2 separate regions of the Zea mays genome follow, and region 1 is linked to region 2. The links are chromatin contacts, called in public Hi-C maps. All regions are on one chromosome and are shown on one strand. The core of a region is the stretch at or near the end of the contact, and the rest is flanking DNA. Distances in the headings are between cores, read along the strand shown. Region 1 holds the start of LOC100285989. Region 2 holds the start of LOC100382010 (CSC1-like protein RXW8).

Evidence for each region. A called contact is a pair of places that touch in the nucleus more often than the background predicts.
Region 1: a contact with region 2 is called in a Hi-C map of ear, with 1.7 times the contacts expected there. The contact joins the promoter of LOC100285989 here to the promoter of LOC100382010 in region 2. A contact is called at or near these places in 2 of 25 Hi-C or Micro-C datasets (ear and tassel).

What each region holds. Positions count from the first base shown.
Region 1 is chr1:264,502,994-264,508,580 of Zm-B73-REFERENCE-NAM-5.0, reverse strand. It overlaps LOC100285989, which reads right to left and starts at 3,806. Exons shown (of 2, transcript NM_001158877.1): 1 at 3,253-3,806; 2 at 2,461-3,105. The coding sequence starts at 3,714. The coding sequence ends at 2,596. LOC100286286 (acidic leucine-rich nuclear phosphoprotein 32 family member A) reads right to left here and starts at 35. Exons shown (of 2, transcript NM_001159212.2): 1 at 1-35.
Region 2 is chr1:263,857,410-263,862,995 of Zm-B73-REFERENCE-NAM-5.0, reverse strand. LOC100382010 (CSC1-like protein RXW8) reads right to left here and starts at 3,880. Exons shown (of 12, transcript NM_001174776.1): 1 at 3,734-3,880; 2 at 3,556-3,626; 3 at 2,149-2,505. The coding sequence starts at 2,429.

The DNA.
Region 1 (5,587 bases), core at 2,557-5,056, 650 kb before region 2:
GAGAACCCTAGCAAAACCCCTGGTTGAGTGTGTCTGGGGAAGTACGGCGTACGGAAATGGATGGGGAATTGGAGAGCTCTGGACGTCAGGACGTGGGTTGATTTGGGCTTTTGAGCCCATGATGTTTTTTTCTTCGGAGGAGGAAAGCCCATGCTCTTAAGAAGAAGAGAAAGGCTGATGTGATCGACGGTTTTGATTTGAGGCCCATGGAACTTCATTAAGAATTCCAGATAGACGATCGTCTCGAGGTGAGAGATGGACGAGGACGAGAGGTATCGAAGATGTCACGACGTCAACCATCTGGAGAAGAAGCTCACAAGCTCGATCGTAGAGGACGCTACGATCCATCGGTTCTGTATACTGGTCAAACATAAAAATGAGGAGTTTGCAGAGCACCCCGTGTGGATATGAGGAGTTTATAAAAAGTCAGTGAAGCCAGTTTGTTTTTTCCCCTTACACTATTCCTGCTACAGAGCAGCTAGGATCCAGGCAAAAGATGTGCAAGCCGGTGTCCGATCTGATCTGGTGCCGTCAGCGTCTGGCACTCTGGCATCTGTCGATCTCCATGCGTGTCATGTCGTGCCGTGCATGCACAGCAGTGGATGGATAGCTTGGATTGGAAGAACAGATGGCATGCACTTGCTAGACACCATGCCATGCCATGCCGGGTATGGATGTCCAAACGGATCACTCGGTACGGATCCGGTCTAAACCCGTTTCGACCCGGTACGAATAGTGTCGGGCTAGACACGACTCGTTGATGCTCTGGGCCAGGTCGTGACCCACGTGCATAGGGACATGTCCAAACCCGGCACGCACATGAATAAATCGTGTTGGGCCGGCCCGTCCGCCAGGTGGGCCTGAACGTACCGAGTCGGCCACTGGCTCGAACCAACAGTAGAGCAGTATATAAATACATACATTTAACAGAATTAATCAGATATAATAACATATTATTTACTAATATTAAGACAACAAAATTCATTTGTCAATTCACAAGATAATACCAGATTAATACAAATATGTTGCTGGATCATTACAGTCCATTACACTGTACAGATCATTAGTTCGATACAACTCATAAGATATAAGACTAGTAGGTTGCAAGACTAAGCATTTTCATCATCCCTAGCTGATTGTGTTGCTGGACCATCAAGCCACAGGTTATCATGCTCAACTTCAAGTTCTTGTGTGTCTTCCTCCACACTGTGTTAGAAGGAGGGCGAGAATGGGAGGAGAATGAAAACAGAACAAAACTATAGATGTCCAAGCAGCCAGCAGGGGCACTAGTGAGGCAGTGACCAGACCAGGCGTGGACCCGAGACAGTGAAGAAGGGAAACACGCACCCGCACGGAGCACCAGCCGACCAACCGTCAAGCTACAACTTGATCCGAGGAGGCGAGGAGCACCAACCGACCAACGAGGAGCACCAACGATGAACGGGCATCACCAATCACCAGATCCGAATGGGATTAGGGTTAGGGTTAGTCACATGGAGGCGGAGGGAGGGACGAGAGGGAGCACGAGAGACGTCGGTGATGGTGAGCCATCGACCGTCGACGGTGGGAGGAGGCACCGAGGCGACAGGGAGCCGGGGAGGAAGAAAATCGCCAAGCGCGAAAGAGCCGCAGCCGCACGAAGTCGGGGATGAGGGCAGTCGACGAGGGCGGGGCGGGGATTTGGGATTAGGGTTTCCAATTTGTGAGATGGGGCGCGCGCCATAGGGTCGGTCGGTCAGCCACTCTGGCTTATTAGCCAGCAGCGGGCTGATAACGGGCCGACCCATTATACATGTCAGGTCGTGCCAAAGCACGTGGGCCGCATATGGCGTCCAAGCCCAGCACGCGGATCGGGCCGTGCCAGCCCGGGCACAAACTCAATCGGGCTGTGTCGTGAGACAAAAAACGTGCCGGACTACGAGTTAAATAGACGACCCGTACTGTTTAGACATCTATAATGTCGGGGCGGTGGAAGACGTTGGTGCGATGCAAATAAAACCACACCGCGCCTCCGCGTCTGCGGCCGGGGCGGAACGGGACTCGGCAGGCGGGCATTATCGCGTTCGTGCGTTGGATGCATGGAGCCATCGCCGCGGCTCCATCCATCAGGTTAAGATAGCCATGCGTGGTGTGATCCCGTGGACTGGATCCATCCCTTGGTACAGAAACAAAAATAGGATACATCCGCAGCTCTGGATCCAAAAAAAAAAAAAAACTAGGGCGTGGCATGCGAGCATCGCGCCGTGCGCACCGGCATGGCATGCTGGTCATTCACCACCAACTGTGCATACTCCTGCTGCTCGGCACGCGGTCATTCAGGCTTCAGTACGGAGCGTATCAGAATTGGTCGCGCCAAATGAAGCCATGTTTCCCGTTCCCAGCTCCAGCAGCCGTGTCTCCTTGTTTTGATTTCATTGCGTTTTGAGAGTTTTTTTCTTTTTTTTTTGTGGAAAACAAAGTCAAAAGATGCATCCGTCTCATATCCGCATCACTGAACCGTCGCTGCCATAAACAAGACCCCCAAAAAAACCTACTACTACTACTACTACTCTAATCCAGCAATCCTATCCTATCGGTTTGACAACCAACCAGCCATCACGAAAAGTTGACGCAGACGCTGCCGTTCTTGGCGCACCCGCACGCGGGGCACGCCCTGGCCGCACCGGCGCACGGCGCGCACGCGCACAGGTGCCGGCACGGGAGCAGCAGCACGTCGGCCGCGCTCAGGCCGCACACCGCGCACGTCCTCGCCAACGACGTACCCGTCCCGCCGTCCTCCCCCCCGCGGCAGCACGACCCGGCGTCGTCGGCGTCGGCGCCGGCGCCAGGTGCGCCGCGCGTCCGCTGGTCGTCGAGCGCCTGCTGCAGCTCGGCGCGGAGCTCGTTGGCCGTGGCCTCGTTGGCCCGCGCCAGGTCACGCCACAGCTGCGCCTCCACGTAGAGGCTCCTGGCCCGCTCCTCGAGCGTGCCGTTGATGCGCGCCGTCCGCTGGACCTCCTCCTCCCTGGCGCGCAGCCGCGTCGCCGCCGCTGCCTCCACGGCGGCCACGACCTGGCGGGCCTGCCGCCGCCGCAGCTCCGTGAGCGCCGCCCACATGTTGGCGGTCTGCAGTTATTATTCAAATCATCCACGTTAATACCAACCACGTCAACGACGACCGACTCCTCCAACAACGGTGGCGCCGAGACGGCCGGAACGACACCGCGCGCCGGGCGCTCAACTCAACCGAAAGTGATAGAGGTAGTATAGTACTTGTTGGAACACGAGGCGGTTGACGTCGACGATATGCTGCTGAAACTGCGCCGCCACATCGTCGGCCGCGCAGACCTGGAACACCGGCGGCGTCTGCTGCTGCTCGGCGCGCTTCCGCCTCTTGGGCGCCGGCGCCACTGCCGTCACCTCCTGCCGCGCCGCAGCTCCTCCTCCTCCGAACGTGACGTCGCTCTCCGCCGCGTCGCCCAGGAACATCTGTCCGCCGGCAGCGATCGTCGAGACCCGTGGAGCCAGGACGCCCACGCACGAGGCGTTGTGGAGCCTCAACTCCTGCTGCGGCTGTTGTTGTTGATGGTGATGATGTTGGCTCGGTCTCGCCGTCGTCGCGCACCTATCTTCGTCGGCGCCGGCCCAAGGCCACCCCGCGCTGGCGAGCTGCTGCTGCTGTTGCTGCTGCCTGTGTCCTCCTGCCAAGAGGAGGCGATGCGCTTCGACGGCCATGGCTACGCACCCGATCGTGGGTGGCACGGCTGGGCGGCAACGCCCTTGCCCTCAGGTTCCGGGAGGGAAGAAGAAGATGCGTCCGCGTCCTCTCTTATGTAGGAGTACGTACGATTCCTAAAAGAAGAAGGCGGGCGAGCACGGCAATATATATCCTCCTGTCCTGTGTCGACGAGCGAATGCCAAGCCAAGCATGGAGGGCCCGGCGGCCAAGGCGTGGTGGTGGGTGCCTGGTGGAGATGGCGACGCGGGTGGCGCTGCCTGGGACGTCACAGCAGCCTCTCGCCTCGGGGAAGAGGCTCGCGGAGGTGGCGACAAAGGAGGGAGGGCGGGCTTGGAGTCTTGGACGCAAAATAGGGAGCGGCGCTCGTATTTATGGCGCTGGCTGCTGCCGGAAATAACGATAAAAAAGGCAAATAATCCGAGGCCTTTTGAAAAGAAGTTTGTTTTTTATTTTTATATGTTTTGATTTAGCAGGTATACCGCGCCGGATTATTTGTGCCGTGGTTTATCACGTACATAGTATTATGGAGTAAAGTAGATATAGCAGATGTTGTTTCCGTAAGATGTGTGGTTGGCTCTGCCTGCGTGGTCGCACATGATGCGCACGAATTGGATCTCGGGCGTGCAGATAGGAAAGCGTTGAATAGCAGTTCAATCGATAAAACGAGTCAAGCTAAGCGTACTTAGCATGAACACGAGACGAATCTTTCGATACCACACTGTGTGCTGCTGCTGCAGCAGCAGCAGCAAATTTACCCGGCTGAAAGCTAGAAGCGCGGCCACCACATCGATGTGGCACCGTTTTGGAACTCGGAACGAAGCAGCAGGAGTCCATCATTCATTCATCCCACATTCCCACTCATCTACTACTACATACATCCAGGCATCAGGACGTGACGACGCACGGTGAGATGGCCGTGTGGAGTACGTGTCGCGCGCCGCTCGCGCGGGCCCACGTGCAAGCGAGAGGTGGGGCCCGTATGACGGGCAGAACCTATCTAGGAGTATTATTTTTTATTTATTTTTTTGCGCGGCGTAGAGGTGACGATTCCTTCTGGTTGCTGTCACGTACTGCTGCTGGTGGATCTTCTCTGGACATCATCAGAGACGAGAAAATGCAGGAGGATGGATGACGATTCCTCCCCGCTGTATCGGAGGAGATCCTAGTATATCTAGTAGACCAGTGACTAGACTATGTAGGTATACGACGACGAGATGGCGTAGCCATGCCATGGACGATCGATCGTTCGTATTCACACAACACATCGAATCTTGCTCTCCATCTTTTTTTTTATGTTATTTTTTACACATCGTCGAATGGACCCAAGACAAGGAGAGAAAAAAGAAAAGAGAAAGGATTGCAATGCGAACGTCTAGCCGCCGCCGGCTTGCAGGCGTCACGTGTCCCACCCATCCCATCTGGACGCCGTCCCTGAAATTCGGTGCCGTTACCTCTCTCCTTGGTCGTATCCGTCGGTGAGGTGAGGTCGTCGTTATAGATGCACTAGCCACCTAGCTCTAGCGTCTAGTAGTATTAGGTATCATTCACAAGCTGCACGTGACGACCGAGTACTATTGTTCATCCTTCATCAGAACGAAGCGATATATTGTGGGATTTTGTTTGAATATGCACTAGTAGTAGCTTCCTAGATCACAAGAAAAAGGAAATGTTTTCTTTACCGGCCGGCCGGATCAGCAGGTTTCGGTCAGTGTAGCATACGAATCAAAAAAAAGGCAGTTGGCATAGGCAGGAGCAAGGGATGGATACATGCCACATCAACGTCTTTATCTCATGTCCTTGTATATTGGTTACCTCTAAAACGCTGTCTTCCAGAGGTTCAGTCGTTTTCGTCGCAAGACAGATAACTGT
Region 2 (5,586 bases), core at 2,631-5,130:
AAAGGGTCACAAGCCATTAAGAGATAGCCATTGCGGAACGACAGTGTCAAACTTACTCCCAACCCTATAGAGTACTAGCAAAAGCTCCTGCTTGAAAATCTTTCTGCAACCTTCAGCCATTGGGGGCTCATCTTCAAAGAGCCAAGACTTTCTGCATATCCAAATACTCTGTTAGAGTGAACGCACTAACCAATTCAACCCAAAAGTTTATGTTGATGGGTTGAAGTGGTTAGTGCGTCCACTCTAGCATGGTACTAGGTGCCTCGTCGTCAGATATCGTTGTGCTCTAGATTCTTGACTCCAGAGACCCTGGTTGGTACTAGTCGTCGGCTCTGTGAGACTCCTCTCGCCTTTAGGTGCTTGACTGGCTGCTGCTTCTTCCTTCAGCTTCCACTCGCTGCCAATCCTCCTCTACCACTGATGCCACAACTTTTGCCGCCACCACTTCAGTCAGTTTCGCTCAGTGGCACCATCGTCTCGGTCACTTGTGTGGGTCTCGTCTAACAACACTTGTTCGTAGTGGTGTCCTTGGGAAGGTTGTTGGTGATACCTCCATACCTTGTATAGACTGTAAGTTTGGAAAGCAGCTACAGTTTCCCTATTCTAGTAGTCATACAATGTCTTCTAGACCTTTTGATCTTGTTCACTGGGATGTATGGAGCCCTGCTCCCTTCGTTTCGAAAGGGGAGCATCGTTATTATGTGATATTTATTGATGATTTTTCTCGTTTCACATGGGTGTATTTCTTGGACTCGCGACCTCAAGTGTTCACTAGCTATTAGAATTTTGCTACTATGGTTCACACCCAATTTGATTCTACCATTCGCGTTTTTCAGGCCAATTCTGCAGGTGAGTACTTGTCTCGTGCTCTTAATATGTTTCTCGCTAAGCAAGGCACCTTTCCTCATTATTCTTATACTGGTGACCTTTGATGAGTCATGTCCTTTCTTTACTACTGATTTGTCCTCTTCTTTCTCTTCCTCTAAGTCTGTTGATTTCCTTCGCTTGGTTCCACCTCTTCCTACCACCTTATCTTCGCTACCCTCCCTTATTCATATTTCATCATCGCCACCTTCACCTCCCTCACCTCCACCACTATCGCCTTCTCCACCTCCACCATTGCCTCCCCTACCTCCACCATCCCCTCCGTCGCGTCCTCCAATTCTTTTCCACTACACTCGACGTCCACGTCCTCCACCATCCCCTCCGGCATCATCTAGATCGTCTCCTGTGCTTGGTGCACCTCCTCCGCGATATGACCTTCGCGATCGAAATACACTTTATCGTGCGACTCGTCTTGATTTTGTCGCTTCTGCTTCTATTTTCTCTGAGCCTACTTCCTACCATGATGTGCTTTCCCATCCTGAGTGTTAATTAGCTATGGCTGAGGAGATTGCTGCTCTTCAGCGCGTCGACACTTGGGATTTTGTCCCACTTCCTTCCGCTGCTACTCCTATCACGTGCAAGTGGGTCTATAAGATTAAGACCCGCTCTGATGGGCACACAAGATTGGACCGAGTGAGAAACGATGACATACACGATCGGCTAAGAGTAGTACCAATTGAAGAGAAGCTTATTCAACACCGGTTGAGATGGTTTGGTCATGTCCACCGGAGACTCCCAGAGGCACCGGTGCAGAGGCATCATAAGACGGGACAATATTGTGAAGAGAGGTAGAGGATGACCAAACTTGACATGGGAGGAGGCTAGCAAAAGGGACTTGAAGGAATGGAATATCTCAAAAGAGTTGTGTTTGGATGGAAGTACTTGGAAAGAAGTTATTCACGTGCCCGAACCATGATTAGGCCTCCCTTTTAGTTCTCTCAAAAGTTTTTCCCCCTCCCCTTTCTCTTTCTCTTTTTGGTGACTTTTTATTGGGTCTCAACTCTAGCCTACCCCAACTTGCTTGGGACTAAAAGACTATGTTGATGTTGATGTTGAAGCAGCAAGAAACCAAGAAGCAGTGCAGTTTGATAGCCACATTAGTGGGCTTGTTATTATCAAAGTGACATAGCAAGGAAACCTTGTAGACCAAAATACAAACTGATAAATTCAAGTAACACAAAAAAACAGTTTATAATGTTGGCAGTAACTTTTAACAGTAACCAAAAACTAAAGAAGCACATGTGAAAGTAAAAATGCAAATACCTGAATACTAGAATTCTATTGAAAACAACAGCATCCAACCCAGCAGTAGCCAAGATTTCTTCCTCTGTGCACCGCAGACTTTTCACAATCCAGCTAGGGGAAGGGACAAATCTCTCCAAGATAAAAGCATCACGGAGCCGGTTGTGCTCCTCAGCAATCCTTCTTCCAAAATAGACCTTAACATTCTGTGGCTGCTTCCTTAGAATGGAGTACAGTGACAGAAAAAGTACACAGAGACCGATGTTGATTCCAGCAGAGGTCAGGAGACCGCCGACTTTCATCTCTTTCTAAAACACGTATATGAGATCCAACAATCCTGTCATCGAAATATGAAAAGCTTCATGATTATGTCAGTACCTGCAGGAACAGAGTAATAGTTGACATTTCACTTATATAGGAGTCATACAGGAATGAACTGTTAATTTCACATATATATACAACTACTTTTACTTTTATAAGTTCAGTGTTTTTTAGTTCTGAAATAATGCAATCATTGATATTGATTTATTAAAAACACAGTAGAAAAAGAGTTGTAACATTGACCAAAGGCAAGATGGTTCGTCCTCTGTATAGAACTAGAGCAAATGTGTTTAAATAAATTCTGCAGTGAGATTTGCAAAAAGTTGACTGCATCGTAGAAAAGTACAGAATGGAATATCTGACAGTGTTCCCAGAAGACATAAAGAATCTGAAGATCAAAGGCAAGATTATTCATCCTCTGTATAGAACTGGAGCAAAAATGTTAAACTAAATAAATTCTGCATTGAGATTTGCAAGAAGTTGACTGCATCATAGAGAAGTACAGAATGGAATATCTGAGAGCGTTCCCAGAAGACAAAGAATTGAAAAGTACGGCTTTGTCAGTTTGTGCCAAAAAGGACAGAAAGAAATTTTCTCTTGTCTACTGTTAAAAAGAAGGGTTAGTTGGAAACATGCCACTGAAATTTTTGAAAAAATGGAAACTATTTCATTTTCATGTCACTCCATGGCATCAAAATGAACTAGATGTCACTCCATGTCATCAAAATTAATCCTAAAAAGAAAGGTGCAGCGCCTAAAAGGCGCACTTCAGATTTCACAAGACTATCTCAGATTTCACATATCATGTTTGGGTCTCCCGTCCCATCTGTTGGCGTTGTTGCATGCTACAATTAGAAGTTAGAACAGTCGATCGTCTATCCAGAATACTTAACCCCTAAGGCACGTGATATTCAAAATCAACACATCGAGATTACAGTCACCGTCCCGTGCAATTTACGCCGACAGATATGCATTACTAGCAAAATCTCGAACCGAGAACGCATAAAGCCAATGGTGTTCACACTTTCGCTCTGCGCGAAGTCTCGAATTCCCCAAACCAATCGTAATCTCAAGTTCTCGACGGCACCAAGAGAGAAGCAGACTTACCCCTTACAATAGTTCCCCCAAGCCGAAAGCTCAATCCAACAATGCCGACCGAACTCGACTCCAGCAAAACCCTACACATCCATCGATGACCCCAAAAAAGTCAGGGAAAAAACTCCCGCAAAAAAAAAAAACTCTGCGGCTAGAATCATATACAGAACAGAGCAACCATGGTGATCACCTCGAGCAGAGTGGAGTCAAGTCGAGTCGAGCGGCGGCAACGCGCTGCCGATGGCAATGAACTGTCGAGGAAGGCGATCGAAGTGGAGAGGGGCACGGAGGGCGGGCGGGGCGCTGGGGAGGATGGTTATAGCAGTAGGAGTAGTTGGCGATCGGTGGGTGGGATCGGATTTGGAAGTTTCGATTGGAAGGAAAGGATGGCATGGAGGATGGGCCTGCGGCTGCGGGTCACAGAAAGGAAAGTGACGGTTGGAACGGCGTAACGGAGCAGAGCGGAGCGAGCCTGTGAGTCAAAATGCTCCCACGGGGAAAAGGTGGAGGGAGGGAGGCGGGACCCAACCGCCCAATGCCACGGGGATGGTCGGATGGATGCCAATTGCCAAGAGATCCTGTGCTGTGGGCTTAGACGTACTTTGTAGGAGTTGCAAGCCATGATTAAAATTTTTCTTAATGTCCTCCTAGTCATGTAGCATTGTCAATCGCGCTTTTTTTCTAACTAAATTTTCTTAATGCCATCCAAGTCATGTAGCATTGTATATCGAACGCCCGACTTAAATTGAAGAATCTCTCTGTAACAGTTCATAAGACGTAACCATTTTTTATTTGTCCCATAATATAAGACATGTTCTAGCGTATATCGATACAGTAATATAGAGATAATTAAATATATTTCTTGGTCTTCGAATAGAGATAGTTGCGCCTTATATAATGAGACGTCTTATATATTGAGACAGAGAAAGTACATATCAATTTAGTAGTTTTATCCTGAATCAAATTTACCATATTCATTTATAAAATAACATAAAAAATTCACCATCAAATTATACTTATGAGATTCAATAAGATTAATTTGATGACAAAATATTATAGTATATACTTTTAAAATTAATTTCAAATTATAAGGCCGGACTAGGAAAACAAAGTTACGGCATATATATAATTTTGATGGATGGATGGAATATCTTTTTCTATAATAAAATAAGGAATTATATAAGTGTCAAAAGGTAAAGCGATAAGTTTGGAAAAGATTTTGTTGACTCACGCAGTTGTTTCTTTTTTATATGACTATTTATGTATTTCCTCTATTTTAAACTATAAGATGTTTTGGTTTTTTAATATATATTTTTAAAAACTATACAATTTAAATTTTGTTCTAGAAATGTCAAAAGATTTAAAGTTTGTCTGCAGATGACAGAGTAGACTAGCTGGCTTATGGACAAGCAAATGGATCAAGACCAGTACTAAGGAACCTTATTTTTCCAAAAAAAATCATTTACTAAGGAAAATTAGTTTATTTTTTCTTGTAAAGATGAGAATCCTTAGGGAAATGGACTTGTCAAACTAGTCTTAAACAAAGGAAACCGACATAGGCTTGCAGATGTTCTCGTCCCTTTTTCCACTTTTCTCCACAGCCAAATCGATGCTTCTGTCCACACACTCAGTGTATATGTCCATATTGTTACTCCTCTGTGTGCATGCATGGTTGCACGCGGTATAGTACAGAAGGTGTATGCGCCATTATTTTATTTGGCATGGCTCAGCACGTGTTGTGTTGGAGTTTGATACCGATGGTACGCACGGGAAGTACCATGTAGTGTTTTTGTGAGGATGGCAAAGTCGATTGTGGCTCGATGGTTCATGCAGGGCACGATGGAACATAGAAGATTTTTTTACAGATTCGGGTTGCTCAAGCGTGTAATACCTTACATCATGTATGTTTGTAGTGTTGTATTGCACGGTGTTCTTGGTTATAGAGAAGTCTAGAGCTAGAAGATGAGTATGTCCGTAGGGAGATATCTCATTTTTGTAGTGTCGGTGTTTCAAACCTTGCTCTGACAAGTAAATTTATTGTGC